Regions from separate parts of the Mus musculus genome. Here region 2 is linked to region 1. A link is a contact called in public HiChIP or PLAC-seq data. All regions are on one chromosome and are shown on one strand. Each heading gives the region's core, a stretch centred on a gene start, on an enhancer-like site or on the middle of the called end of the contact. The rest is flanking DNA. Distances are from core to core; before and after follow the strand shown. Region 1 overlaps Dipk1a (divergent protein kinase domain 1A). Region 2 has its middle 27 kb from the start of Gm42150.

What was found. HiChIP or PLAC-seq counts read pairs in DNA pulled down with a chosen protein or histone mark.
Region 2: an H3K4me3 HiChIP or PLAC-seq map of bone marrow-derived macrophages shows a contact between it and region 1, with 2.9 times the contacts expected there. The contact joins two enhancer-like sites. A contact is called at or near these places in 10 of 484 Hi-C or Micro-C datasets (the G1E-ER4 cell line, embryonic fibroblasts, embryonic stem cells and 5 more) and 5 of 115 datasets of contacts at active chromatin or transcription factors (the HPC-7 cell line, bone marrow-derived macrophages and embryonic stem cells).

What each region holds. Positions count from the first base shown.
Region 1 is chr5:107,947,801-107,954,455 of GRCm38.p6, forward strand. The region is part of intron 1 of Dipk1a (divergent protein kinase domain 1A); the gene reads right to left. Among named protein-coding and RNA genes, the nearest start is that of Dipk1a, 36 kb to the right of the region's middle. Within about 2 kb of position 3,046, at least 97 of the 459 cell types and tissues checked have an H3K27ac peak or open chromatin away from gene starts, as enhancers often do. A contact at or near this core is called in bone marrow-derived macrophages, where this site is marked.
Region 2 is chr5:108,026,601-108,033,315 of GRCm38.p6, forward strand. No RefSeq gene overlaps it. Among named protein-coding and RNA genes, the nearest start is that of Gm42150, 27 kb to the left of the region's middle. Within about 2 kb of position 5,336, at least 27 of the 459 cell types and tissues checked have an H3K27ac peak or open chromatin away from gene starts, as enhancers often do. A contact at or near this core is called in bone marrow-derived macrophages, where this site is marked.

The DNA.
Region 1 (6,655 bases), core at 1,796-4,295:
TCCACACATGAATTTGGACCTGTTCCACATGTTCATAGCAGCATTCCTTGTAATAGTAAAAAATGGAGAAAATTCAAATACCTATCATCTGGCGAGCAGATAACAGAGTATGCTGTCCTATACAACAGGCTATTACTTGATCATAAAAAAATGAAGGGATGGGGATGGAACTTTAGTATCATGTCTGCCTAGCACACACAGGCCCTGGATTCAATTCCCAGAGCCATGGAGACTGACTAGGAGGCCCATACCTATAATCCCAGCACTCAAAAGGCAAAAGCGGAGGGATCAAAATTTAAGGTCATCCTCCTCAGCTATAGTGTAAGTTCAAGATCAGCCTGGGCTACAAGAGACCCTAGAGTCCTGGTGCATACCACAAATGTGAGCCTTGAAAGCTTCATACATGTAAAGAAACCAGATTAAAAAGGCCACATTGGGGGCTGGAGAGATGGCTCAGTGGGTAAGAGCACTGACTGCTCTTCCAAAGGTCCTGAGTTCAAATCCCAGCAACCACACGGTAGCTCACAACCACCCATAAGGAGACCTGATTCTGGCACGCTTGAAGACAGCTACAGTGTACTTATGTATAATAATAAATAAATTCTTTTTAAAAAAAAGCTCACATAGGAGACACAAAATGGATTAGTGGTTGTCAGGGGCTGGAGTGAAGATAAACTTGTAATTGTCTTAATGGCATCTGAGAATGGAGTCTGTGATCTCCCCCAGGAGGCCATTCTAATATCATATGTTCCCAGCATGTCTGTTTTAATAACTGTAAGAAAGTAGAGGTTTCCTTCATTCCTAGGACATAATTATTTAGGCTCATGTAGAAAAGGGAAAGGGGGAGCCGGGCGTGGTGGCGCACACCTTTAATCCCAGCACTTGGGAGGCAGAGGCAGGCGGATTTCTAAGTTCGAGGCCAGCCTGGTCTACAAAGTAAGTTCCAGGACAGCCAGGGCTATACAGAGAAACCCTGTCTTGAAAAACAAAAACAAACAAAAAACAAAAACAAAAAAAAGAAAAAAAAAAAAAAAGAAAAGGGAAAGGGTTCAGTATCTAGGGTCTTCTTTTTACTCAAATCTTCCAAGACAAAAATAACCTTAATTAACTGACAATCTGAAACTCTTCAGATTTTTCTGGTTATATTTTAAAATGTGTCTATAATTCCATTATACTAGAAGAACAGCTTTAATTATCTGTTTGCTTTCCTAGTCATTCAGATGCAATTTACTTTATAGACAGCTATAATCAGTATGCATTCTTTCGGCTCTGTAAACACTGTTAGCCTAGTTTTTAACAATGTTTCCAGTGTTGCAATGATACTCAGTCCAGCCAAATGAACATTATTTACCTAGCCTCTTTTCTTTCTTAACATTTGTTTTAGTTCCTCAGCTCTGCTGGGTATAAGCAAAAGACACACACACAGATTTTTAGTTTCATTCTTTTCAATTATTTTCCTTAGGCTGTCTTTTAATAGTAGTTTGTTTATAAGTCATGAAACATGAACATCTTTGTGACTTTTGCTCTCCAAACAAGTTTCCACACTGTTTTGCACAATGTCATTAACAGTAGGGGTGGTTACTGCAGAGATTCAAAACCAGTCAAAGTTCTGAAAAGTAACACTTAGTCCTAAATGGGACAACACCCCCTCCAAGGTTCAGACAACTGCACAGAAAGGAGGTAGGAGTAGAGGAAGAGAAGGATTTATAGACACCTGTCTTCTCAGCATGAGATGACCACTGCACTCGTGATCTGTCAGTAGTAGCAATTACCTGAACAAGATGTCCAAGATTAGGTTTATCAAGTCTGTCATGCAGTATGGTGGAGCTCAAAAAGTTCTACCTTTCCTTGAGGATCTATAGGCAGTTAATGGTTGCTCGGGGTAGGGAGAGACATTTGCTTTACTGTTATAACCACTGTTCAGTTACCCACACTTCTGTAAACAACCATACTTAAACTCATTGGTTGACCACACAGAAAGGGAAGACATGAAAATGGGAAGGGACTGCTTGGAAAGCGGAAGGGAAAGAGAAGGGGAAGCAGAACAGAGAGGAACTCCAGGTTGTCACATCACAGCTACAGTCAAGACAAGAGAAAAGCGCCATGCTGCTTGCCTGCTTCTGCTTATGTTCAGGAAACTTGCTTTATTCTTAATGCACTGTAGGAGCTAGCCCATGAAATGGTACCACCACAAAGAGCTGAGTCTCCCAGCATCAAGTAACCATCAAGACAGTCCTTCTCCTCAGAGTTAATTCTAGACCGTATCAGGCAGGTAGTTAAAAGTACCCAGTTCAGAGGAAGACCTGAGGAAATAGCAAGACCTCTGAAGGGAAGCTATTCATTTACATATATCCATACAATTAACACACATAGGAACTCACCAAAAGTTTGATAAACTGATTAAACACCAACCTTTAAAATACAAAAGTATTAAACAATTCAGCACAAAATTCTTATCTGAAGAAGACTGATGTCAATCAAAAGAATGTATTATTTGAGCCAAATCTATTAGGGCTCAAATAGCATTAGGTGCTCAGTCTGAGACTCTGCATGAGACATAGCCTTTCCTTCAAAGAGCTTAAAGTCCAGATAGCATGTAAAAAGCATACTTACGGCAACACATGATTAAAACCAGGTTCAGGGCAGGATCTCTAAAGAGATTTGTGTAGTTGGAGGTAACAAAGAGTAGAGGATTTTGAAAATAATGTCCTGGAGGAGACGGTCATTGAATTCAGTTTTAGATGGTTACAGTATGCTTGAACATTTAGATGGTTACAATACTGTATGCTTGAACATTGAAAGGGACTATTTGTGGTATGAGCTAAGTGTTGTCCCAGAAAAGAACATGTTCAAAGCGGGTAAACCTTAGCATACAGCCAGGAATAAAGAGGTTGGGCGGTGTTGGAGGGGTAAGGAAACATTGCTGCTTAAACCGACCAGTTGAAGAGCCCAGCTGAGCACCCAGGCCTTACAACACATTGTGTGTCTGAGCAAGGGAGTGACAACTTTTACCACAGTAAAAGCCTGTGAGAGGAAGGAAGGGGTGTAGGGCGTGGTGACCGAGAGAAACATTCAGGAACACAGGCTAGGGAGGTAATCAGACACAGGCTAGCCTGTGGAACTGGGAGGCAGGCCTGAAGCACTCCTGGCAGGGTCTGGAGGAAGCCAGATCTCCACTACTAGAGAGTAATGATTGCTTGCTGTTGCTACTGATACTTTTTAAAAATAATTTTTTAAATCCCAGGTTGCTTGTCCTAAATTGTGTAGTAGAAGGAGGCACTTTTCCAGTTCTCAAAAACTTGACAATTGTGTTGAGGAAGCAGTTCTGTGTTCTAGTTTTTAAGGGCTACAGAAAAACACTTTATGCAGATAAACTGTGACAGACTTCCTTGAAAAAAGAGCAGAAAATAAATGGTATTTACAAAGGCGAGCACATCAGATAAATCTAGCAGGCACACAGAGAAAGTATAATGTGCAAAGGCTAAACCAAAAGCCTTGAAGTGAGGTGGGGTGGTGTACACAGGCTCTGGGGGCAGAGAAGTCTGGGATGGGGAATATGAAGACAAGCTGCTATAACTTATGTGCCCTTGAGGAGAGTGCAGCGGGATCTAAGAACACATAGATCATGACGATGTAGCTGTCTTGAGCATGGCAACTCTAGAGTGACAACCATCTAGAAAGTTCCTTAGGGTTAGGCAGAAAGCAAATCAAAACCCAGAGTACAGAGACGATTTCTGAGTCAAGAGCTGTATATATAGGGAACTCTTGAAGCCATCTGTAACTGACAGACACTGTTAAAGATCCCAGCTTATACAGGTTATAGGCTCCCCAAAAGGCACACTTTAAAAATAGTTTGTGTTTTTTAATGTGTACATATGTCAATATGGGAGTGTCTGTGTGGCGTTCCCAGCACCCACATCTCCACATCATCATGGAAGAGGATCCAACATCTTTTGATTTCCACAGGCACCATACTACACAGCACGCATATATACTCATGCACATGATATTTGAAAACTAAATTTAAAAAGAAGAGCCCAGTCTGGGTTATGAGAGACACAGTCACAAAAAGGAAAAGAAGGTTATCATGTTAGTGTTTTAGATGATATTCTTTATTATACTGTTTAGCTAATGCTATCACTTGTTTGTTTGTTGGTTTTTCCAGACAGGGTTTCTCTGTGTAGCCCTGGCTGTCCTGGAACTCACTCTGTAGACCAGGCTGGCCTCAAATTCAGAAATCCACCTGCCTCTGCCTCCCGAGTGCTGGGATTAAAGGCGTGCACCACCACGGCCCAGCTGTTATCACTTTTTAAATATTTTAAGTTTAGCTATCTAAAAAATCCACTTATGCATTCTCATATTGCACTATTTTATATGGTCTTTTTGCTTAATAATGACATTTTCATCAATTTCTTAAAGACACAGGGCTGGAGAGATGGCTCAGCGGTTAAGAACACTGGCTGCTCTTTTAGAGGTCCTGAGTTCAATTCCCAGAAACACATGGTGGCTCACAACCATATATAATGATACCCGCTTCTGGTAAGGAGTTGTGTGTGCAGTTAGAGCACTCAAATACATTAAATAAATAAAAAAATAAATAAATAAATAAATAATCTTTTTTAAAAAACCCTCAAAGACACAAGAAAGTTTTTGGTTGTTTTTTTTTTTTTTAATTGGGTCTAACTAAGTAGCCCTAGCCATCCTGGAACTGGTTCTGTAGACCAGACTGGACTTGAATTTATGGAGATCCTCCTGCCTCTGCCTCTTGAGTCATTTAAAAGTATTTCCTTTCAGTATATATATATTTTTTACTTTTTGTTCCTGTTTTGTTTAACATGGCTCCTCTACCCTCTCACCTAACTGAACTTCTGAATCTATAGTAAACCAGGCCACAGGAAGAGGATTTCCCAGATGTATATTTTGTGCCTGGTTATACAATCTGGTCCCAGGGGAAACAACCATCCGTGAGGAACCACATTTGAGGTTGACCCAGATCCAACCTGGTACACATTCTGTAGACTCGTTGGACTCTGTGGTTGGCCAAGATAAAAGTTTATTAAGAACGTGGGTGGCCCTCTCCTTCCTGGTAGTCTTTCTGGAATCTGCAGGTCTTTCCCAACAGGCACTCTCTTCTTAAGTTCATCTTCATTTGTCCTTCACTCAGTTAAAGTTTGTTTGTTTGTTCGAGGTTATGCTTAGCACAGCATAGATGGACATGTTTGGCTGTTCACAGAATGCATCTAGATGCTATAGTCTCGGGTCACAACCTTTCTGACACTCATTTCTAGAAAAGTCTATCAACCACAGTCACTCCTACAGTTGCCATGTCTTCTAGTTTCCCCTCTGAATTAAATAATCCCTCAGCTGTGTTTTCCCCATCACTGCTGCTGTGTACACTGAGGTAAAGCCCTTCTCTGCTCTGTCATTTATAGTCTGTCCCTGCAGTGGCATGCCTGGTTTACCTCCACCTATTTCCACTTACTGCCCCTTTCCATTGCTCTACTCCTGTTGCTTGTTCCTTTAACCGATCCCACAAAGCCTGTGACTTCCTGAATCAACTAAGAAAAGGTTTAGGTTTTTTTATAGTTATTGCAATAAATAAGCTTCAGAAAGTTGCTCATCCTGCAACTCCTCACGATGATTCCCCCTTTCCCTAGTGCCATGACACTCATGTAGAGGTCAGAGGACAGTTTACCGGCATCAGCTCTCTCCGACTGTGTGGGCCCCCAGGAACTGAACTCAGGTCTTCAGTGGCAAGTACTTTTACCCACTGAGCCGTCATGAGAGTCTGTAAGTTTTATGGGTTCCACGTTGTTATGTGAGCTCTCATCTGAGGATGAGAAAACACCTAGACTTGCTAGCTGCCGGTGGTGTATGTGGACCACTGCAGCCCCCTGCAGTGATGTGAAGATGGGATTCCTGCTCTGATCCACCGATGGATGGTGGATGACCACAGCTTCAACACTGGGGCAGATTCACCAAACTAAAATCTAGTTATCAGTGTTGATGAAATGAAATGAGAAGATTAAAGATTACAAACAAAAACGTTGTCAGGTATGATGACACACACACCTACATCCCAGCATTCAGGAGGCTATGGCAAGAGGATCTCAAGGTTGAGCTAGCTTGTATTACATAAGAACTTGTCCCAGGGGTTGGAGAGATGGCTTAGCAGTTAGGAGCACTGGCTACTCCTCCAGAGGACCCAGGTTCAACTCCCAACACCCACATAGCAGCTTACAGCTGTCTCTAACTCCAATTCTAGGGGATCCAACAGCCCCATACAGATATACATACAGGCAAACACCAACATACATAAGATAAAAATAAATAAATCATTAAAAAAAAAAGGCTGGGTGGTGACTCATACCTTTAATCCCAGTACTGGGGAGGCCAAGGCAGGCAGATCTCTTGAGTTTAAGGCCAGCCTGGCCTACAGGGTGAATTCCAAGACAGGGTTATACAGAGAAACTCTGTCTTGAAAACAAAACAAAAAAGAGCTTCTCCCAAACAAACCCCTACAAGCAGCAGTGTAGAGTTTGAATACTGTTGCCTGAGTAGCAGAAACATCTGTATCTGACTGACTGCGACAGAAGGAGACTTTGTGGGCTCAAATGCTGTCCTCCTAAGTCTTTGTTTGCTCTTACTTTCATTA
Region 2 (6,715 bases), core at 4,086-6,585, 81 kb after region 1:
CATTTGCCTTTGGCACCTCACTGTTTAGAAAACTGACATATAACAGAATTGCAGTAATTGTTTTTCTCCTCTTCTTTTCAGAAAGGGTTTGTATTGTCTAAGTTGCCCTTACAATTGGAAGTAATCTCCCTCCCCTGGCCTTTGGAGTTACAAATGGTAGCCACTAAGCTCCATAATAATTATTAAAAATCAAAATCAACGAATGGTCTGAGCTGAGGATTCAGTGGCAGAGTGACTACCATTCAGGAGGCCCTGGATTCAGCCCCAGCACTTCATAGAACAAACGTGTTGGTGACACATGTCTATAATCCCAGCGCTCAGGAGGCAGAGACAAGGGCGGAGGTAGAGGGGAATCAGAAGTTCAAAGTCACCCTTGGCTATGTGGTAAACCTGAGGCCAGCCTGGAATACATAAAACCAGCTCAAAAAAAAAAGACATATGACCTCTGCTAATGCCACCTAGTATACCTTCCCTTGAATGATGTTACCATTTTCTCCCTTGTATTGGGATTTTTGTGACTGCGTCCTCACTGGAATGAAAGCCCTCCAAACACCAGGCATAGCACTTTGTTTATAACCAGCATGAAAGTAATATTTGTGATCTAACTGATAAGAAAGCACTACAGATATGATCATGCAGATGCAGGGATATAAGCAGGCCTTCATTTCCACAGAACTGTCTTTCCAGCACTGACAGGGATATTGAGGCTGAAGCTTGCTGAGGTATCTGAAGTAACCACAGGCCTTTCCTCCAGCTAATGGTAATTTTCATTTTTATTTTCACTGTAAGAAAACTGATGCCTGGGAACCAGAAAGTGACTCTGTTCAAACAGCAGGTCAGTTTCAGAATCAAGACTAGGTCTGCCCTCTCGGGGCCCTGCTGGCCTTATCTTCTGCATAAGCCACAGACTTGGAAAAGTGGGGGTGATTCCCATATCAGGATGAAAAGAGGAAGGGGAAAGAGAGGCTACGCATCAATGACCTCTCACACTTTCAGACTGAGAGGTTCTTGTTCAGACTAAGACTCAGTTTGTTGGCCTATGAACACATCACAGCTTCCGGAGCCTTAGGTAGGACACAACTATCTTCATCATGGTCGAGAAACTCTAGTAGATAAGCTATCTCATATTCACTGGGCAATTCTAAGGCACCAGACTAGTCATAAAGTCTACTTAATGATGTTGAACATGAAAGTCCGGATTGTGTATTTCCAAGCAACAATTCAGGCTAGCTAAATGGTCCATTTTTTTACATCTAGCCTGAACTCTAAGTGTGTGAAGGTGGTGTTCCCAGTTTCAACCTACAGCTAGCTACAGTCAGCTACACCAGACTTTCTTCACCTGAGCATATTAAGGCCAGATAGTTATGAGGGCCTCTTGGTGCATGCTGGGAATTTTAGCAGCATCCTTGGCCTCTACCCACTAGATTCCCACAGCAACACTCTGAGTCCAACTACTTGGAACAACTAAAATTCTCTCCAGAGCTGAGGAGATGGGTCTGTGGGTAAGAACATTTGCTGTGCAAGCAAAGAGACTATTGGGTCACAAAGTGTCCCCCACCCCACCCCCAATGGCAGTGCTGGCGGCAATGTTTTAAGATAATGTCTCTACCCACACCTGGGCTGGGTTTTGCTGGGAAATAGAAATGTTAAGTGTTTCTCAGAAGCCCTTAAAGACTAATGAACACTCCTGATTGCAGCTGTCAGCACATCGTCTTTCTGGAAAAGTCCCCAGGCTAACCACCTGGCAGCTCCAGGCTCTGTCATATGTCCATGTAAAACCCAATAGTTTATACAGCTGGGAACTATCTGAGATAGCTTCAGAGATAGCGTCACTCTGAGGCAGCCAAGCAGGTTTTTGTTTGGCGCAGTCCTGGCTGATCTGAACTCAGCTCTGTAGACCAGAGTGACCAAGAACTTGAATACCTGCCTGCCTTCACCTGCGGAGTGCTGGGATTAGAAGCATGTGCCACCACACCTGGCTAGCTAGTTGAATCTTGATGGCTACCAGCCTGGCTCTTGTTTCTGTGAGAGATTCTGTCTACAGGAAGTAAGTCAGAAAGTGATAGAACAGGGTACCTGAAATCCTCTGTTGCTCAACATTTCTTGTTTAGTTTTATGTATATATATATGTGTGTGGGGGGGGAAGCCACATGTGCCGTTGCAAGGTGGCGCTGGCTTCCGCTGGCCACCACGCATACATAGGCAGTAAAGTTTTTTTGCCAAGATGAGGTTTTGAGAACTAACCAAAATTAACCAATCAGATGATAGACACGTTAACCAATCAGATGAGAGAGAAGTTAACCAATCAGATGAGAGACATGTTAACCAATCAGATGAGAGAGAAGTTAACCAGTCAGATGTGAGACATGCAAATGAGGTGGTAAGCATAACCCATGCATAACCAATCTGGGTGTGAGACACGCCTCTCCTAGGCCTATATAAGCAGCACCAGTTCTGGGCTTGGTGTCTCTTTGCCTCTGCAATCAAGCTCTCCCAATAAACTTGTGCAGAAGGATCCTGTTACAGCTGGCGAGTCAGGTGCGCGCAAGATGTGTGTGTGTGTGTGTGTGTGTTCATATATATACATGTACATATATAGGTACACATATACATATAATTATATGTACATATATTTCACCCCACAATAGCATTTGTAAAGCTCTGGGACCCGAGACCAGGAACTGGAGGAGAAAAGCAGACAGCTTGTCTCTTCAGTCAGCCCCTCCCTGACACTATCAGCAGTGGCAGCTGCCAGCCAAGAGACTGCTGGAGTACCACCCACAGCTTTACATACACGTCTCCTCCTGAGAGGGAAACTGTGCTGAGCCCAGTGCAGCAGAGACAGTCATAGGTGCTCATGAGAGCTGCACTAGTCTCACTAGAGTAGACTGAAGCTGCCATATCCTTCCCCTTGTGCAGATCCACTCTGGAGTCATCTGCAGATGACGAAATTCACTTGTTATTTAGGACATGGAGCAACCTGTTGTTGTGTTGCTTACTGACTGGTTCATTTTCCAACCACCTTCCTCTTCTCTTCTCGCCTAAATTACCTACTGGGTCTTCCAGGTCCTAGACACCAACTCATCACACTCCCAAGCAGATCTCCATAGTCTGCGACTTTCCCTGGCAATTTGCTTACACCTTCGGGTGCACAAGGTTCTTAGCAGGCTACAAGGTCAGAACCACATTTCACTCATGTGCCGTAGCCTAATGACTAGGTCTGTTCACTGAGGAGAAGGATAATGTCCTCTTTGCCCTTGCATTTTCAATTATTAAAATATTGCAGGCCGGGCGTGGTGGCGCCTGCCTTTAGTCCCAGCACTCGGGAGGCAGAGGCAGTCAGATTTCTGAGTTCGAGGCCAGCCTGGTCTACAAAGTGAGTTCCAGGACAGCCCTCAGTGAAAGCAGTGTAAAATGGCTGAACACTTTATGATTCTAATTAGATGATATTCCAGAAAGACAAAACTGGAGGAGAGATGGCTCACAGTTAAGATTACTGCTACTCTTCCAGAGGACCCAATAGTTTCCAGCATCCACATCAGATGGCTGTACTTATAGCTCCGGGGGACCAGCACCCTCCTCTGGCTTCTTTGGGTAATGCACTTATGACATACACAAATATAAACAAAAAGACAAAACTGTTAACACACACACAGGAAAATATGAGTTGCTTCCAGGAGTTAAGGATAGAGACAGAAGAGAGCAAAGCACGGGGTTTCCCTGTAGCCCTGGCTGTCCTGGAACTCACTAGGCTGGCCTCAAACTCAGAAATCCGCCTGCCTCTGCCTCCCAAGTGCTGGGATTAAAGGTGTTCGAAACCACTGCCCCACACAGGAGCTCTTTGAACAGACAGCACCACTCTATGTGCTACTGCTGTGGTGGGTACACTCCATGTACTTGTAGAATTGTTGAACTTGAAAAGACTTAATGTATGCAAACTAAAATAGAATTGTTTGGGAGGTGGGAACATTACAAGAAGGAAAGCAGACATGGCAGAAAAACCTAACATATTAAAGGTTTATAAAATGTTCTCCCTGAAGGAGGTAGTTGGGAAGGCACCTTAAGTAGCTTTGGAAGTGTGTGGAATACAAAAAGCAAGTGCCAGCGAGAACTAGCGTTAGTTGTTAGAGCTTGTCCTGGCTAGTTTTATGTTACCTTGACACAGGCTAGAGTCATTTGAGAGGAGGGAGTGCCTCCATAAGGTGAGGCTGTAAGCAGACCTAGAGGGCATTTTCTTAGTGATTAATAGAGGAGGGGACAGCCCACTGTGGGTGGAGCCATCCCTTAGGTGGTGAGCCTCAGTCCTATAAGAAAGCTGGCTGAACAAACCATGAAGAGCAAGCCAGTAAGCAGCACTCCCCCATGGCCTCTGCATCAGCTCCTGCATCCATGTTCCCACTCAGTTTGAGTTCGTACATTGGCTTCCCTCAATATGAGATATGTAAGCCAAGTAAGTCCTTTCCTCCCCAAATTGCTTTTGGTCATAGGGCTACTGTTGCTGTGATGAAACACCAAGACAGAGCCAGTTCATGTGGGGTGTGGGTCAGCAATTGTACTACTGTTGCATATGGCTGCTGAAACGGAGAAACTGAGTCATTAGACAGCAGATGGCAGGAGAGTGCCTCAAATGGAATGAAATGTTATAGCTAAGCAAGAGAAGTCTAGGGCTGGGTATGTAGCTTGCCCATCCTGTGCCAACTGTGTTCTAGTTTGCTTCTCTGTTGCTGAAATAAAGCACTGGCCAAAAGCAACCCAAGAGAAGAAAAGGTTTATTTTGCTTGCAGGTTCAGCATTGAGGAAAACCACAGCAGGAACCCAGAAGCAGGAACTGAGCAGAGGCTGTGGAGGATCACTCTCACTGGCTTGCTTCCTCTGCCTTGCTTAGATACCTCTCTTACGCAAGGTCTGTGTGCTGGCCTGCCCAAGGATGGTACTGTCCAGTTGTGGGTGGGGCGCCAACATCAATCAACAATCAGAAAAATATCCACCGCCAGAGCTATGGATGGCCGCAGGTCAATCTGATGGAGGCATGAGAGTCCCTCTTACCAGTTATGTCTAGGTTTGTGTCAAGCTGACAAAAACTAGGATATCTGTTACCAATCTTTTTTAGTTTTGTTTTTGTTTTTTGAGACAGGGTTTCTCTGTATAGCCCTGGCTGTCCTGGAACTCACTCTGTAGACCAGGCTGGCCTCCAACTCAGAAATCCGCCTGCTTCTGCCTCCCAAGTGCCAGGACTAAAGGTGTGCACCACCACCGCCTGGCTGTTACCAATCTTTAACACCCACAAGCTGGACACAGTGGTGCATTCTTCAAAACCCAGCCCCTGGCACCGAAAACAGGAAGATTGGAAGTTCAAGTTCCTCCACAGCTGAATAGTAAATTCAAGGGCAGCCTGGGACACCTGACACAGATCTCAAAATAGACAAACAAACCCACACATAGATTAAAAATAAATAGTATACGCCAGTGAGATGACTCAGTGGATAAAAGCACTCACCATGCAAGCCTGGTGACCCGAGTTCAATTTCTTGAACCCACATAAAGTGAAAGGAAAGAGACGCTATAAGGTTGTTTCCTTGTCCCACATCACCACCCAAAATAATAAATTAAAAATTTTAAAACTGGGCTGGAGAAATGGCTCAGTGGTTAAGAGCACTGAATGCTCTTCCAGAGGTCCTGAGTTCAAATCCCAGCAACCACATGGTGGCTTACAACATCTATAATGGGATCTGATGCCCTCTTCTAGTGTGTCTGAAGACCGCAACAGTGTACTCATATAGATGGATAGATAAATAAATCTTTAGAAAAAAATTTTTAAAACTAGGGTTGGAGAGATAGCTCAGCGGTTAAGAGCACTGACTGCAGCCAGGTGTGGTGGCACACGCCTTTAATCCCAGCACTAGTCTATTAGAGTGAGTTTCAGGACAGCCAGGGCTATACAGAGAAACCCTGTCTAGAAAAACAAAAACAACAACAACAAAACCCAACAATAACAACAACAACAACAACAACAACAAAGAGCACTGACTGCTCTTCCGGAGGCACTGAGTTCAATTTCAAGCAAACACATGGTAGCTCACAACCATTTGTAATGTGATCTAATGCCCTCTTCTGGCATATAGGTATACATCCAGATAGAACACTCATATAAATTAAATAAAAGTTTTTAAAAATTTAAAACTAGGCTGGGTGGTGGTGGCATGCTCCTTTAATCCCAGCACTCGGGAGGCAGAGCCAGGCAGATTTCTGAGTTCGAGGCCAGCCTGGTCTACAGAGTGAGTTCCAGGACAGCCAGGAACTACACAAAGAAACCCTGTCTCGAAAAACCAAAATACTATTACTACTAATAATAACAATAACAATAATTTTGGCTTATAGTCTACTAATCAATACTGGTATAAATAAATAGAGCTGGAGAGGTGGTTCAGCAGTTAACAGCACTATCTGCTCTTCTGGAGGTCCCGAGTTCAAATTCCAGCAACCACATGGTACAACCATCTGTAACAAGACCTGATTCCCTCTTCTGGTGTCTGAAATCAGCTGAATTATACTTACATATAATAAATAAATCTTAATAGATGTTAAACAAATTAACAAGAGAAGAGACAGCTTGTCCAGGAGATTTTTTGTTTTGTTTTGTTCCTCCATGTAGCCCTGGCCATCTTGTAACTCACTCTGTAGACCAGACTAGCCTTGAACTCAGAGATCCATCTGC